3 separate regions of the Zea mays genome follow, and regions 1 and 2 are each linked to region 3. The links are chromatin contacts, called in public Hi-C maps. All regions are on one chromosome and are shown on one strand. Each heading gives the region's core, a stretch centred on a gene start, on an enhancer-like site or on the middle of the called end of the contact. The rest is flanking DNA. Distances are from core to core; before and after follow the strand shown.

Region 1 (4,607 bases), core at 1,066-3,565, 250 kb after region 3:
TTTAATGAATGGCCATTTGAGCACTTGTTGATATTTTTTTAGGCCTAGGCATTGGAGTACATTGGTCTTGCCCCCACAATGCATTGAGAGAAGGTCTTGTAGAGGGTGAGAAGTAAGTCTGATTTTTTTTAACCAAAGCAGAATCGGCACGTACTTCTTTCTTGCTCGGAAGTCTCTTTCAGAATAAGTTCTTGGAGAATGTTTCAGGTAGCAGATAATTTTGTGAGGTTTCCAAAATCCTTATGTTTTCTAGTTCCGCGTGGCCAGCCACTCGGTTGCAGTCTTGTGGATTCATACAGAGCAACGAGGCATTTTGAACAAACCAGTGGTGGTGGGGCTGCAATCAAGAAAAATCGGTCCTTCTCTGTAGGAACATAAATACGGAAAAATGGTGATCGTTAAGCTTTTTGTTTGTTCAGTTTGTTAGTTGTGCTGTTTTGGATTGACAACCAAGTCGAATTGCTTCTCGTGCATGTTATTCGTAGTTGTTTTTTCGAGACTATGTCAATGTCCAGAAAAAACCATCTACCAAGGATAGAATGAATAAAATAATGGCATCCGGATGAACAAACAAGTTCATAAAATAAAGCATATAACAATCAATCTATCATAAGTTCATAACTGTCGGTTAGTACGCGTATAGTAATACGTTAGACAATCTTCTTCTAGATCAGATCATTGAGCCATCTTTGCTGTAGCAGAAACTGAAGCAGCAGAGTCCGTGTCTTTAGTGAACCACGGGCTTCGGAGCGCGACCGACGCCGACGGCCTCTTGTCGGCGTCGCAGGAGAGGAGCCGCTGCAGGAGGCCGAATCCATCCGCGGACAGGAGCTTCTTGGGAAAGAGCTTCGGCAGCATGCTGGGGTGGCGGACGGGCGGCAGGGGCACCATGGCGGCGAGCGGGAGGGACTTGAATGCCGGCCACGTCGTCCGCTCCGACACGCCGAGCACGCCGAATATCAAGCTGAGCACCTCCATGTCGTCCTCCCCGTCGAAGAGCGGCTTCCCGGTGAGGAGCTCCGCCATGACGCAGCCGAGGGACCACATGTCCACCATCGCGTCGTAGTCGGGCTTCCCCAGGAGCATCTCCGGCGCCATGTACCGGACCGTGCCGGCCTGCCCGTACGCCGGCTTGGTGATCGAGGCGGCGAGCCCGAGGTCGCATATCTTGACGGAGACGGGCTCGCGGTCATCGGCGCCGGCGCCGGAGCCGGAGCCGACAAGGATGTTCCCGGGCTTTATGTCCCGGTGCATGATCCGGCGCGCGTGCATGTGCTTGGCCCCGGCCAGGAGCTGCCGCATGATGAGCCGCACTTGCTGCTCCGTGAACGGGCGGCCGGCGCGGTAGCGGCTTCCGTTGAGTACGTCGTGGAGGTTGGGACCGACGCACTCCATCACGAGCGCGATCTCGGCCGTAGCGGGGCTGATGGCGATCGCGTGCAGGCCGACCAGGGACGGGTGGCCGCGGCAGGCCGCGAGGAGCTCGGCCTCCTGCAGCGTCTTGGAGGCGACGGCGTTCGCGCTAGCTTTGGCCCCCGCCTCCGCCTCCGCCCCAGCACCAGCTGGCGCGCGGAGTGTCTTCACGGCGACGGCCTGACCCGTGGCGCGGTGCCGCGCCTCGACGACGGCGCCGAAGCTGCCCTCCCCGAGCACCCGGGTCGTCTCGTAGTCCGCTGTCGTCCAGAGACGGCGCCGCTTGCACCACCCCGCCCCCGCGCCGGAGGAGTCGTCGTCGTCGCGGTCGAGCAAGAAGCTGATGGCAGCAACGCGCTTGGCGAGCATCGCAAACCGGTGGCGAGGATCGCAGCAGAATGACGGGCGGGCGGGTGGTGATGGATCGGAGGCAAGCGTGGCGGCGTAGGGGACGAGAAGTCAGATAGCTAGCGGTGCTGGAGGCGAAATGGATGAGGTTTGGATCCAGGACAGGACGAATATATAGAGCAACAACCGTGGGCCGTGGCTGTGTTTGGACTTTGGAGACGCGGAAAGCGGAAAGCGTCCGGAGCGGATTGCATGCATAACAACTTCTACAGACATGTACAACGCTCTCTCTCTTTCACGCGTGGGGAGGGAGAGGGAGGGTAGTATTTTGGATATTCACCTTGAAAAAATCAATATGTTTCATCCATATCCACCGCCGGCGAAACCCCGTCACATTTTCTGTTCCTTGCCTCGCCGCTGCTGTGAGCGCACCACCACCGGCCGTCAACTCACCCCATCAGATTGCCATCGCAATGGACCGCGGCCGTTCCTGCTATGGTAAGGTTATTACACACCCTATGATTTATTTTGGTTTTTTTCCTAAAATCTAAGAGATGATAATGCTCCTTCCACTCTAGAAAGAATATTTTTCTAACGCCAAATGTTTGTCTTCTTACTTTTTTTGTTCTCTTAATAATAATAATAATAATAATAATAATAATAATAATAATAATAATAATAATAATAATAATAATAATAATAATAATAATAATAATAATAATAATAATAATAATAATAATAATAACAACAACAACAAGAACAACAACAACTAGTCTACTTTCACGTGGATGTCCGTATATTACTTGAAATGATACAAAATAACACCACATTAATTCTCTTATGGAGAGGATATTTTCAACCAAATAAATCGTTCACGATCGGACTAAGATATTTAATAATAGATATTGTTACCTTCATTTATATAGGCCGTTTTTTAGTTACAATAATGTAACATTGAGATAAATCATTTTTATAGATTTGATTAAATTCTAGAACACTTTGTTTAGATGGAACTAGAATTTTATCTCTCTTTTTTGGACGGGGGCAAGTCCTACGACAGGTTTCCGGAGCTAGAAGAGCCGGCTGTTTCCGTCCGACCGACCAATCGTGTCAGTCATCCCTATTCTCTAACTACCTGAAACTCTACCGTAAAGGATCCATCTGACCAATGCATTGGGCAGTTTTCGACCCACCGCGCGGGCTTGGAAACTTACGAGCAATGGAGCTCTTTTTGCTGAACTGATTCTGAGATAAGGTACTAACCAGCATCATCTGCGCTGTGTTTCTGACACGGATATCTAGGGCTACAACTGCATATTTACAATCAGTTTTGAATCAAGAAACTGACGACGTCGCTATAGAAAATATACGAATCGCCTGCCTCAAAATAAACGGCCGCTCTAGCACCCCCGCCACCCTAGCGCTCCTCCGAAGTGAATTTGTTCCAAGCATCCTGCAAAACAGGTGGCAGCAGGTGAGCAGAGATCCAACTTCCAAATAACCAGAGCATTCAATGTGGACAGAGCACATACCTTAAGAAGATCAAAAACCTTCTCACATATGTATTTCTGTCTGATCGTAGCGCCCCTCTGCTGTAGTTTATCTGGATGGACACATAGGGTTGCCTTCCTGTAAGCTTTCTTCACAGCAACCGCTGTAATGAGATCTGTTAGTGGCACCGGTTGCCAGCCACTATCGGCACCAAGAATCTGCCAGGGGAAACAGAGCGACACGTGATAACCTTTTCCATGTTCTATGTTACGGGTTTAAGGATGCATGAAATTTAGCTGCTTACATATTGCAATGTGGATAGCAGGGCCCTCAGATTTCCTTCCTTTCCATTTGACCATCTCTTGATCTCAGGATCCAGGAATTCAGACAGCCTCTGAAATACATAAACACCAATGCTATGAATAAATGCAGGTACAGAGAGAATGTTCTTTGTGTGTAAATGTCTTACATGTTTCTCTGCTTGCTCTCTTTGAGCCAGCAGGTCCCGCGTGTTCTTCTCGGCAAGAGCTTTTGTCTGAAAATAGGGAATGTGCGTGTCACCAAACTATCGACAAACATAAGGAAAGAAAAATGAAATAAACCCCACAGAGGAGTATCAGCTATACCACACGCTCAGCTGTGCGTTGATGCCTCTCTAATCTTGCTTTATGTCTTAAAGCGGACTCAACCTCAACCATTGCTGCCAACAAATATCAAAGAGTAGAAAATTAGATTAGTAACAACCAAATACTTTTTTTTTACAAAATGCATGCAAGGTTTCCTCAGAAAACATGAATTACAATAAAGTCTTCTGAATATATTAAGTACCTCTGTTGCTGGAATCTGGGTTTCGGATGAAATTACTAGAAGTTGCCCTATGAAACTGTGACTCCTGTCGAATATCCTGCATCCAGAAACCAAATTTATATCTAGTCAGCATTTTCTCTGAAAAGGGAAGAGAAAAAGGAAAGAAGGTTGCATAGTAGAGTCTGAATTTCAAACTGCATCACTCAATGTACCATACCAATGAAACAAACCTACCTGATTGGTGGACTTAAAACTCTCCTTGAAAGAGGATTTGTATCGTTCCCTCCGCTCTCTTGCCTCTGCAAGAGCCTTCTCAGCCTTTGCCTTTTCTATTGCCCGCTCCCGAGCTTCAGCAGTTGCTCGCTCGACTGCCGCACGTTCTGCTTTTATCCTAGCTTCTCTAGTAGCCCTTTCAGCAGCTGGTTCGACACTTGCTCTATCTTCTTTCTCTCGGGCCTCTGCAGATGCCCGCTGCCGTGCAGCATTAATTCTTTCCAAAGCCATTTTTTCTGCCTTTTCACGAGCTTCGGCAAATGCTCTCTCATGTG
Region 2 (4,379 bases), core at 1,179-3,678, 160 kb before region 3:
CTTGGGCCCACGTGTCAGGCTAAGCACCTATTGTACGTGCCCCCCTTGAGCTATAAAAGGGGAAGCATGCGACATTACAAAGGGCAGGTCCCAACAGACGGACAGACTCACGGGGATCCTCACATCCACCCAAGCTCTCAAGCAATACAACACACAATGGAGTAGGGTATTACGCTCTGGCGGCCCGAACCACTCTAAACCCTGGTGTGTTCTTATGAGTTCATCCACTAATCCGCATAACAAGCAAAACGCTTAGGCCCCTCCTCATCTTAGGATTTAGGGCGGGTGCACTCCGCCACCCGGCCGGAGATTTCCTCTTCGACACAATCTTTTGGCTATATTGTTTGTTGAGTGTGTATCGTAAATTATTATATCCAGCTAGGTATAAAGTTATATAGCACATGAATTATAGCTCCTACACTCACTAGTTGTGTGTGAGACATAATTTAAATCTTCTGGACCTCTTTGTAGTGTATGCCATTGAAAACCCAATATCTCTTGCTTCACGTGTAGCTTCCTTATCAACTCATCTACATTGGTCTAATACCCGTGCTAACGCTACGCGCGCTATGATCACGAGGAGGGAGGAGAGGGGAGGTGCAAGTGAGGGTGTGTGAGTGAGGATGATGCAAATATCATTGGGCCTATTTGGTTCAGCTTTTTCTGCCAACTTTTCGAAGAATCTGGCTGTGTAGAAAATCTGAGTATCATTAGGATTACGTGCGGAGTAAGATAAAGGTGCCCATAGGGCTTAGGATCTATAAAGTGATGGATTCCTACTATTGCAACGACTCAACCGATTATGTGTTTATGTTGATTTTGAATGGTTTTTACCGAAATGATTTCTATAGAAGCTGGCTGAAAAGCTGAGCGCTTGGCAGTCCGCAGCATCTTTTGGTGGCCAGAAGCTGCAAAAAGCTGAAACAAACACGACCATTGATCATTTGATTTAAGTAAGGAAGATACGGTAGGGTTACCCAACGATCTGAATCATTATTTTCGAGGGTGTGTTATATGTGAGTGTAGTTTGTTTAGTGGATTTAGCAGAGGTTATAAGTGTGTGGTGATTTGTTAGATGGGTTTTGCAAAGTTGAAACATGTGGATTATATCGAATAGATGTATAGACAAGTACTTGTGACCAATTAAGTTTTGGGTGATCTTATTTTGAATTTACCTGCAAAGGATATTTAGTCATCGTTGGTATTACCTACCAAAACAGGAGGAAATCTAGTGCCCTTGAAATTTAGATATGGGACTGACCAGGGATTACATTTTCGTTTTGAAATTCAGAAAACCATTTTGTTGATCAAAGTTTGACTTTATATTTTTAAATTCTAAACTGGAATACACAGAAAATCAGATCGATTTTTAAATTTCGAACCAAAGCAAAAAACGATAAATTTTACTACTTTTTGCTCCTTTTCGAGCGATATTAGCAGGTCGTGTAAAGAGTCGTGCAAAGTATTGTTCTGTACTATAAATTGCACTGTTTATAGAGTGAAGTTTGAAATAAGGAGTGAGATAAAGAGTCTGTTGGAGATAGTCTAACACCTCTCATTAGCACATGCTTTGATACTTTTGGAACTAAAACTACGAACCAAAGGTCATTTATTTAAGTGCTTTTCTTCCCGCCCACTTTAGAATATTTTGAATCGAATGCCTTTTTTTACGAGGACTGTTCTATCTTAATTCCTCTTTGAATTTTGCTTTTAAGAAAATTAAAACATGTTAAAAAAAACTAACCAAATAGAGCTTCAATATAATATGGTTAGACTGTTTCCAGCAGAGGTAATAAATAAGAGACGTGGAACTGTCGATAATACTATGTAACTCTGTTTGTAGAGTAAAGTTTGAAATAGGGGATGTCATATATAAGAGATAAGATAGGAGATATGTCGAAGATAGCCTTAGGACCCGTTCGTTTCTGCAGGAATGCACCAAGAATTGTTCATGTTGATCAAAACTTATATAAATTAAAGAAGCAATCTGGGTAGGAACAGTTCCGGTCTTCTATTCCGTGTCAACCGAACGGGCCGACCATTTATAACCGTCGAATGGTTTTTTGAACAACACCAACGTATGAACAAACAAATGCAGATACAACACGTACTCGTCTGTAGCTGCTGGGCACGTACTCGTCTGTAGTTTGTACCTTTGCTTCTAGGCTAAGGCATTTGGCCTTCCGCAGCTTATCCCATTTTCCCTAGACGCGAAACAAAGCTCGAAGGGGAGGGGAAGTCCGAAATCGTGTGACACCCGACCGTTATCGTCATATTCCGTGGCTCCCGCCGCTGATTCATGCACCACGGCGCCGCTCCCACATTATTCGTCCCGAACTTGATCATGCTGCCCACAGCCCACGCAAGGTTTATGTTAAATCTGGGCCAAACATTTTTGGGCTGATTCGGGCCGAGGGCTATGCTGCAAGCAGGCCAAGTTTCCTCATGAAATGGGCATTCTGTGCTAGTGTGTCAGGCCAGTCCCAAAATATACTTGTGACGACTTATGAAGAGCGTCTCTAAAAAGCTCACCAGAAAACTCCTTAAAATCAGTTTTAAGAGACATCTAAATAACTAGTGAAGATAGATTTAAATTTTTTCTCCAACAAATCCCTTAAAGTAGTAGATTGTTTCTCGTGAGCCCTAAACCCCCTCATTTGTAGCTACAAATGAGGGAGTTTTAAGAGCTATAAAAAAGTTAGGAGCGCTTTAGGGGAACTGTTGGAGATACGTTTTTATTTTTTTTCTCTAAAAAACTGGATTTAGGGGAGACTTCTGGAGAGCTTTTAGAGATGCCCTAATGATTACCAAACGTGTCCGAGCATTGCAGAGCAGGGAACTTATAGAATCAGACTCCATATTTTTTTTGTTGGACACCGATGATTCTAACTCTTGAGAATTCAGAAAAAATGGACGTTGCGCTATAACGAAGAAACTCTTTTTTAAATATTAGAAAAAACATTTTTAGAAAAGGGATTATTATTAAGCTATAACTAAGAAACTCTTTTTTTATATTAGGAAAATATTTTTAGAAAAAAGGAATATTATTAATATTCCAGCTTCTGTATCGGTTGATACATGTGGCTGTCAAACTCACAAACATAGGGGTTCTACCTTGGAACAAAAATCTCGTATTCTATAAAGGTTTCGTGAATTTAAGCTCTCAATCTATGATAAAAGACCATCCATTATTTGAAAAGATCTCCATCATTGTCGTTTTAAGCACACGACAGCCCCATTTTAATTAAGGTCTATTCTCCTTCTGCAACAGTGTCCAGGACTTTATTCAATGTGTTCCTCTGAAGGTGACATGCAAGGGAGTGGAAACTTGTGCATTATCAAAAACCACATCATTACGACTTAACCATATAGCCCAACAGAGGGCACATGATCCAACCCAAATCAGACTCTTAAGTCTATAAGTTAAACCTTTTAGCCAAGTGCCAAACATATGTTGGATGCACGAAGGTGAAGTAATGTTCAATGAAATTTGTACATCTCTCCAAACACATCTAGCCATATGACAGTCAAAGAAAAGGTGTTGAATGGATTCATCTAAGTTGCATCCACAACATTTAATACTTACTTTCCACTGTTTTTTTGCTAAATTATCCTCTGTTAGAACTATGCCTTTAACTAAGTACCACATAAAAATTTTAATCTTCAAAGGTAGCTTTAAATCCCAGATGGGGTGGTTTCTCGAAACAATGTTCGGAACGACCAAAGCCCTATACATAGAGCTGACCGTAAACTGACCTTGCAGGAGAAAATCCCATACAGACGTATCTCTTTGATCAGCTAGACTAATAGTAAATACTCTAGCTACTATCTGATTCAAAGCAGCTAGATTATTTATATTAAGCGACCGACGAAATGCCACATTAAGCTGATAATGTTATAAAACATTAGCTACCGTTGCCTTTTTTCTTTCTCACAATGTTGTACATATCTGGAAATTGGTCTTTCTAAGGGACAGACCCCAACCATTTATCTTCCTAGAATTAAATATGTGTACCATCCCCTAACACAAAATGACTCATTCTCATAAAGTCCCGTTTTACCTCCATGAGTCCGGACCAAAAGTGAGAATCACCGAACATGTGTTCTACTTGGGTTATTGTTTTATTTTTTTAGATACTTATTTTGAAAGAGACATTACCAGATACCTTGTTCATCAATGAGTCTAAAAAGCCATTTACTTAGAAGACATCTATTTTGTAACCTCAGATCTAGGATGACAAGACCCCCAAAGCCTTGGATGCGCACAATATACTCTATTTAGTTAGCCTATATTTTCTTTTGAGTCCCTCACCTTCCGAGAAGAAACGAGACCTAAACTTGTGCAAACGTTTTAGAAAACACGAGGGAAGAGAAACGCA
Region 3 (4,262 bases), core at 1,451-3,950:
TCCAAAGCTCACTGCATAAAACCCCTATATGTAATGTGCGTAAGATTTCCCAAATAAATCACCACAATAGCATACATTGGCCACAAACTAGATGATTGTGGTTGGGGATTTTATCTGTATGCTTTTAGAACATCTCGGCATTAGAGGGAGGAATGCTCATATAATGTAATGCCTCAATATTCTATTAAACACACAAAAGCCAAACTGAACCTGTCGTTCGGTGTGTACTCCTGTGTATATGGAGTTTGCCAGAAATCGTTGATGAGTAACCATATTGGTCTGAATGCTTCTACCTGATATAGGTGTGGATATACCCGGGATTAATATCATCCACATTTGACTTACTGGTATTTTATCTATTCTCGGGGACGCCTACGAATATGATCCATCAGCCTTAGTCAAAGCATATGTTCTGATTGCACATTCACGTGGTCTGTGATAACTCTCCTCCGATTAATTCACCTTGATGGTGTTTTGCCTCACGAAGAGGTTCATCTTGATGATGAAATTCCTAGCAATGCGCGCAATATCATTGTGCTGGGAATACGGAACAATGAATCTTTTGTTTTGGGAAATGACGAAGATCATTATTAAATGTGGGAGACAAATATGTCGACACCTATCTTGCCCCTCTAGATTGCAAATGGATCCAAAACAAAGTCCTAGGCATGAGTGCTTTAAGCTCTCTTATCGGGTCATTGATAAATGCAATCGAGGTTGAACCAATAATCGCAAAATAAAAGTCACGAGCTAGAAGTTCGGATATTTATGGGCACTATTGAAATAATGTGTGGTGAATGCGATGGTTCAAGTGGTCTCATGAGAGACCCATCCCACGTATGTGTTGAATAAACACTGTTCCGCTATGTAATATATCTGGCAAATGGCATGAATTAAAATATGCAGTTAATAGGATTCTGAAGATCCGCATGAGATCCTACGGGGACTCATATCTTTGAATTATAAATATGCAACATATAAATCTCGTACTATATAATACATTCCTGATGAATGATCACTCTCCTATGTAGAGAGAATATCTCCTAGATGAGATTATAGTTCCTTGATGGAACTTTTCCAGAAGAAATAAAGTCTGTGTTAAACACCAAAGTTTGATAATCCCTATAAAGGGATAAAGACCCATATAGACCCGAAAAGGAATAAGATGAGGTACCAAAGGACTTGAAGTTTACCGAATAAGCACATGTGCATTCCATGAGTTTTACTCATGGTAATTTCCACTAGATGTGGAATTACGGTATCCTTTAAAGCTCTGATGGCAGAAACCTATAAGGTTTAGGTGTCACTGGCAAAATATCCCCATTGTGCCAGAATGACAGACTATAACGATGTATCTTGTCGATGAAAAATCCCTGATAGATTACGATCTTTGATGGACTTTTGTTACACCATCATAGATGTTGCAATGGATGAACGCCTGGAGCGATGTGTCATATTTAGAATATGTACTATTGCAACTATATTGCCCCCTAAGTCCTATTGAAGGACATGTTACTTGCTTTGCACAACTATGTATAAATTATGGTGTAAGATAGAAAATGATAGCACCCCAACCTCATCCATTCTTGTTATTCCAGATGAACAATGAGACATATATCTTGAAGAATATGCTTGAGTTATGAGGGATAACGACTTTGACAGATGTCATCATCAGGGGGAGCGAATGCTTATATTGATCACAATCGTGAGACAATAAATGTCATATTCTATGTCCTGAAGGCGTGAGCTTGATGATCAATATGTGAACCTTTATGGAACTTTCTATCAAATATATAGATCCAGTCGATCGAATACCATCAGTCAAAGTGGCTTATTTATATTGATACGTGCACTTACCTCGAATATTTTAGAAGTGAGTAGAGGTAAAGTTCCTGAAATAGTCCTTGCAAGGATATGCAATCCGTTTGCTAAATCTTTATGTGCATATACTTCCAGAAGAAGATGTTTTGCCTTATTGATACAGTTTTGCAAGGTTCAGGGGGAGCACATTTCTAAAGTTAGCCTTTGTAGAAGATTCGGTAGAATCTAGATCCCAGATGATCGAAATCTGTCCCGATGACAACTGTTGTACTCTTTTTCCCTTGATGAGTTTTCTTGAAGTTTCTCACATGAGATTTTTAACGAGGCAACAAAGTGTAAATGCAATTTGTATCACCATGCACTCTTTCTCCATATTTTTCCCACTGGGTTTTTTGGAGTTTTAACGAGGCATGTGTTGGTCGCGGTATTCGCCCAAGGGGGAGTGTTGAGAAACCCTAATGAAGAGTTATGTGAGCAAATACCGAATATAGCCCTGAGGGCTATCGCGTCTCTATATATAGAACATGTACCCCTCATATGGAATACAGAGATCAGAAAGAGGCCAGAGGCCCAACCCTATATCATGTGTCTCGTGTGTTTCCTCTGTCGTGCTTATGGGAAAGGAGACGGGTTTTCTACATCTTCTTGCGCCTCTGCCGCTGACGGGAGGGAAGGGAGCGGATCTGGTGATCCGTGGTAACGTAGTTCTCAATAGTTCTTAGGAAGCGGTGCACCGAATGCACCGGTCGGTGTGGGCAGGACCGGCTGGCTTGGCAATAGCCCACCATGGCCAGCGAAAGAAGGCCCAACTGGCCCACCGAGGAAGGCCGATTGAGGTCCTGGCTGGAGCGTCGAAACAACACCCCGTGGCGACTGTTGCACGAGGCCAGGGGAGCGGTAGCCAGGAAGCGGCCCACAGGCGCCCCCGGCCACATCTGAATAAGCCCAGTCCATGGATTGTAAAATGAAGGCCAAGCTGGTGAGCTGTTATGCTTTTTGTTTTTGTATTTCTTCTTGGGCCCTGGATGATGAGATGAAGCAGGGGTACCGTGAGCCGGTCCGGCAGAAGAACGAGGAGCAGTGGCGTACCCCTGAGCCGGTCCGGCAGAAGAACGAGGAGCAGTGGCGACGAGTGCCTGCGAGGGTGCCGAAGGTCTGGCCATGGAGATCTCTTCAACCAGGAGATCATTCTTGACCTCAGTGAAGGAGGGGAACGGCTTCTGTCGCTTGAGAATGGCGCCCATGTACACAAACTTCTCATTCAGACCGCGTAGGACGGACAGAACAAGAGTTCGGTCAGGGACATGCTCGCCCAAATCGCCCAGGAAGTCCGCCATAGACTTGAGCTTGCGGCAGTAATCAGAGACAGAGAGGTCACCTTGCACAAAGTTACGGAACTCGGCGTCGAGGATGAGTGCACGGGTCTCCTTGTTGCCGACGAACTGATCTTCGATGGCGAGCCAGACGTGACGCGCGGATGCGCCGGGCGTCATGACATCGCTGAGAAGCTACAACGGAAACGGAAATAGAAAGGTCGCAGGAGCGACGGCTGATACCATGAAAGCATGATTGTATTCATATAATCTTTTTTGATAATTACATTGGTGGCCGAGACTCAATATATATAGCAGTCATATAGGCCGGTTTATAGAAGTAAGAACCGGTCAATATCAATCACTGCTATATTAGGAACCAATCATATCAATTACTGCTATACAGCCAATACCGTGAAGGCGGAAGACTATGATGGCATTCCATCTATAACTCTAACAATCATCATGACACACCTTGTACACGGCGATGAGGTGCGATCCCCGCGGCCGTGCCGGAGCCTAGGCCGCCAGGGAGTGACGCACCTTCGACGAAGTTCCCTGCGACGTGCGTGCCGTGGCCAATGCTGTCGTCGGAGGGGTCGTAACCTCGGACGAAGGACTTGGATCCGACGAGCTTGCGAGTGCACCGGCCGGTGTCTTCTTCAGAGCCTGTGCAGGCCCCGTTCCACCTGGCTGGTGGCTCCGGGACCCCGTCGTCGCGGAAAGAGACATGCTTGCCGTCGATCCCCGAGTCCACAACGCCGATGACGACTCCGCTGCCGTAGCCGGCGTCGCTCCAGAACCGGTGCTCGTCCCTGCTAAGCCCGAGGAACGACGCGTGCGCGTGGTGAAGAGCTCCAGCTTGCGGTCGGGGAGCGCGCGTAGGAAGCCCGGCTGCTTCGCCACCGCCGAAAGCTCGGCTTCGGTGAGCCGGGCGGCGAACCCATGGAAGACTGCCGTGTACGAGCCCACCAGGCGCGTGTCGCCGGTGGACCCAGACTCATCCGTCAGCTGCTCGGTGGTGGTAGGCAGGAAGCTCTCGTGCCACTGGCGATGCGCGCTTCGGCTCATGGCGTCGGCATTCACGGGTGGCGAGACGAAGACGATGTAGGTGCGACGATAAGCAGC

The links. Hi-C and Micro-C count contacts between places; a contact is called where the count stands out from the background.
Region 1: a Hi-C map of endosperm shows a contact between it and region 3, with 1.7 times the contacts expected there. The contact joins the promoter of LOC103630776 here to the enhancer-like site in region 3. A contact is called at or near these places in 3 of 25 Hi-C or Micro-C datasets (ear, endosperm and leaf).
Region 2: a contact with region 3 is called in a Hi-C map of tassel, with 1.5 times the contacts expected there. The contact joins two enhancer-like sites. A contact is called at or near these places in 2 of 25 Hi-C or Micro-C datasets (ear and tassel).

Annotation. Positions count from the first base shown.
Region 1 is chr6:177,730,221-177,734,827 of Zm-B73-REFERENCE-NAM-5.0, reverse strand. LOC103630776 (putative cyclin-dependent kinase F-2) reads right to left here and starts at 2,315. Exons shown (of 1, transcript XM_008651839.3): 1 at 567-2,315. The coding sequence starts at 1,782. The coding sequence ends at 676. It overlaps LOC103630775 (auxin-like 1 protein), which reads right to left. Exons shown (of 8, transcript XM_008651838.3): 2 at 4,294-4,607; 3 at 4,081-4,156; 4 at 3,879-3,952; 5 at 3,722-3,787; 6 at 3,557-3,646; 7 at 3,294-3,470; 8 at 2,943-3,214. The coding sequence ends at 3,179.
Region 2 is chr6:178,144,015-178,148,393 of Zm-B73-REFERENCE-NAM-5.0, reverse strand. No RefSeq gene overlaps it. Among protein-coding and RNA genes, the nearest start is that of LOC103630784, 39 kb to the right of the region's middle. Within about 2 kb of position 2,428, at least 16 of the 20 cell types and tissues checked have an H3K27ac peak or open chromatin away from gene starts, as enhancers often do. A contact at or near this core is called in ear and tassel, where this site is marked.
Region 3 is chr6:177,984,124-177,988,385 of Zm-B73-REFERENCE-NAM-5.0, reverse strand. No RefSeq gene overlaps it. Among protein-coding and RNA genes, the nearest start is that of LOC100191988, 61 kb to the right of the region's middle. Within about 2 kb of position 2,700, at least 18 of the 20 cell types and tissues checked have an H3K27ac peak or open chromatin away from gene starts, as enhancers often do. A contact at or near this core is called in ear, endosperm, leaf and 1 more, where this site is marked.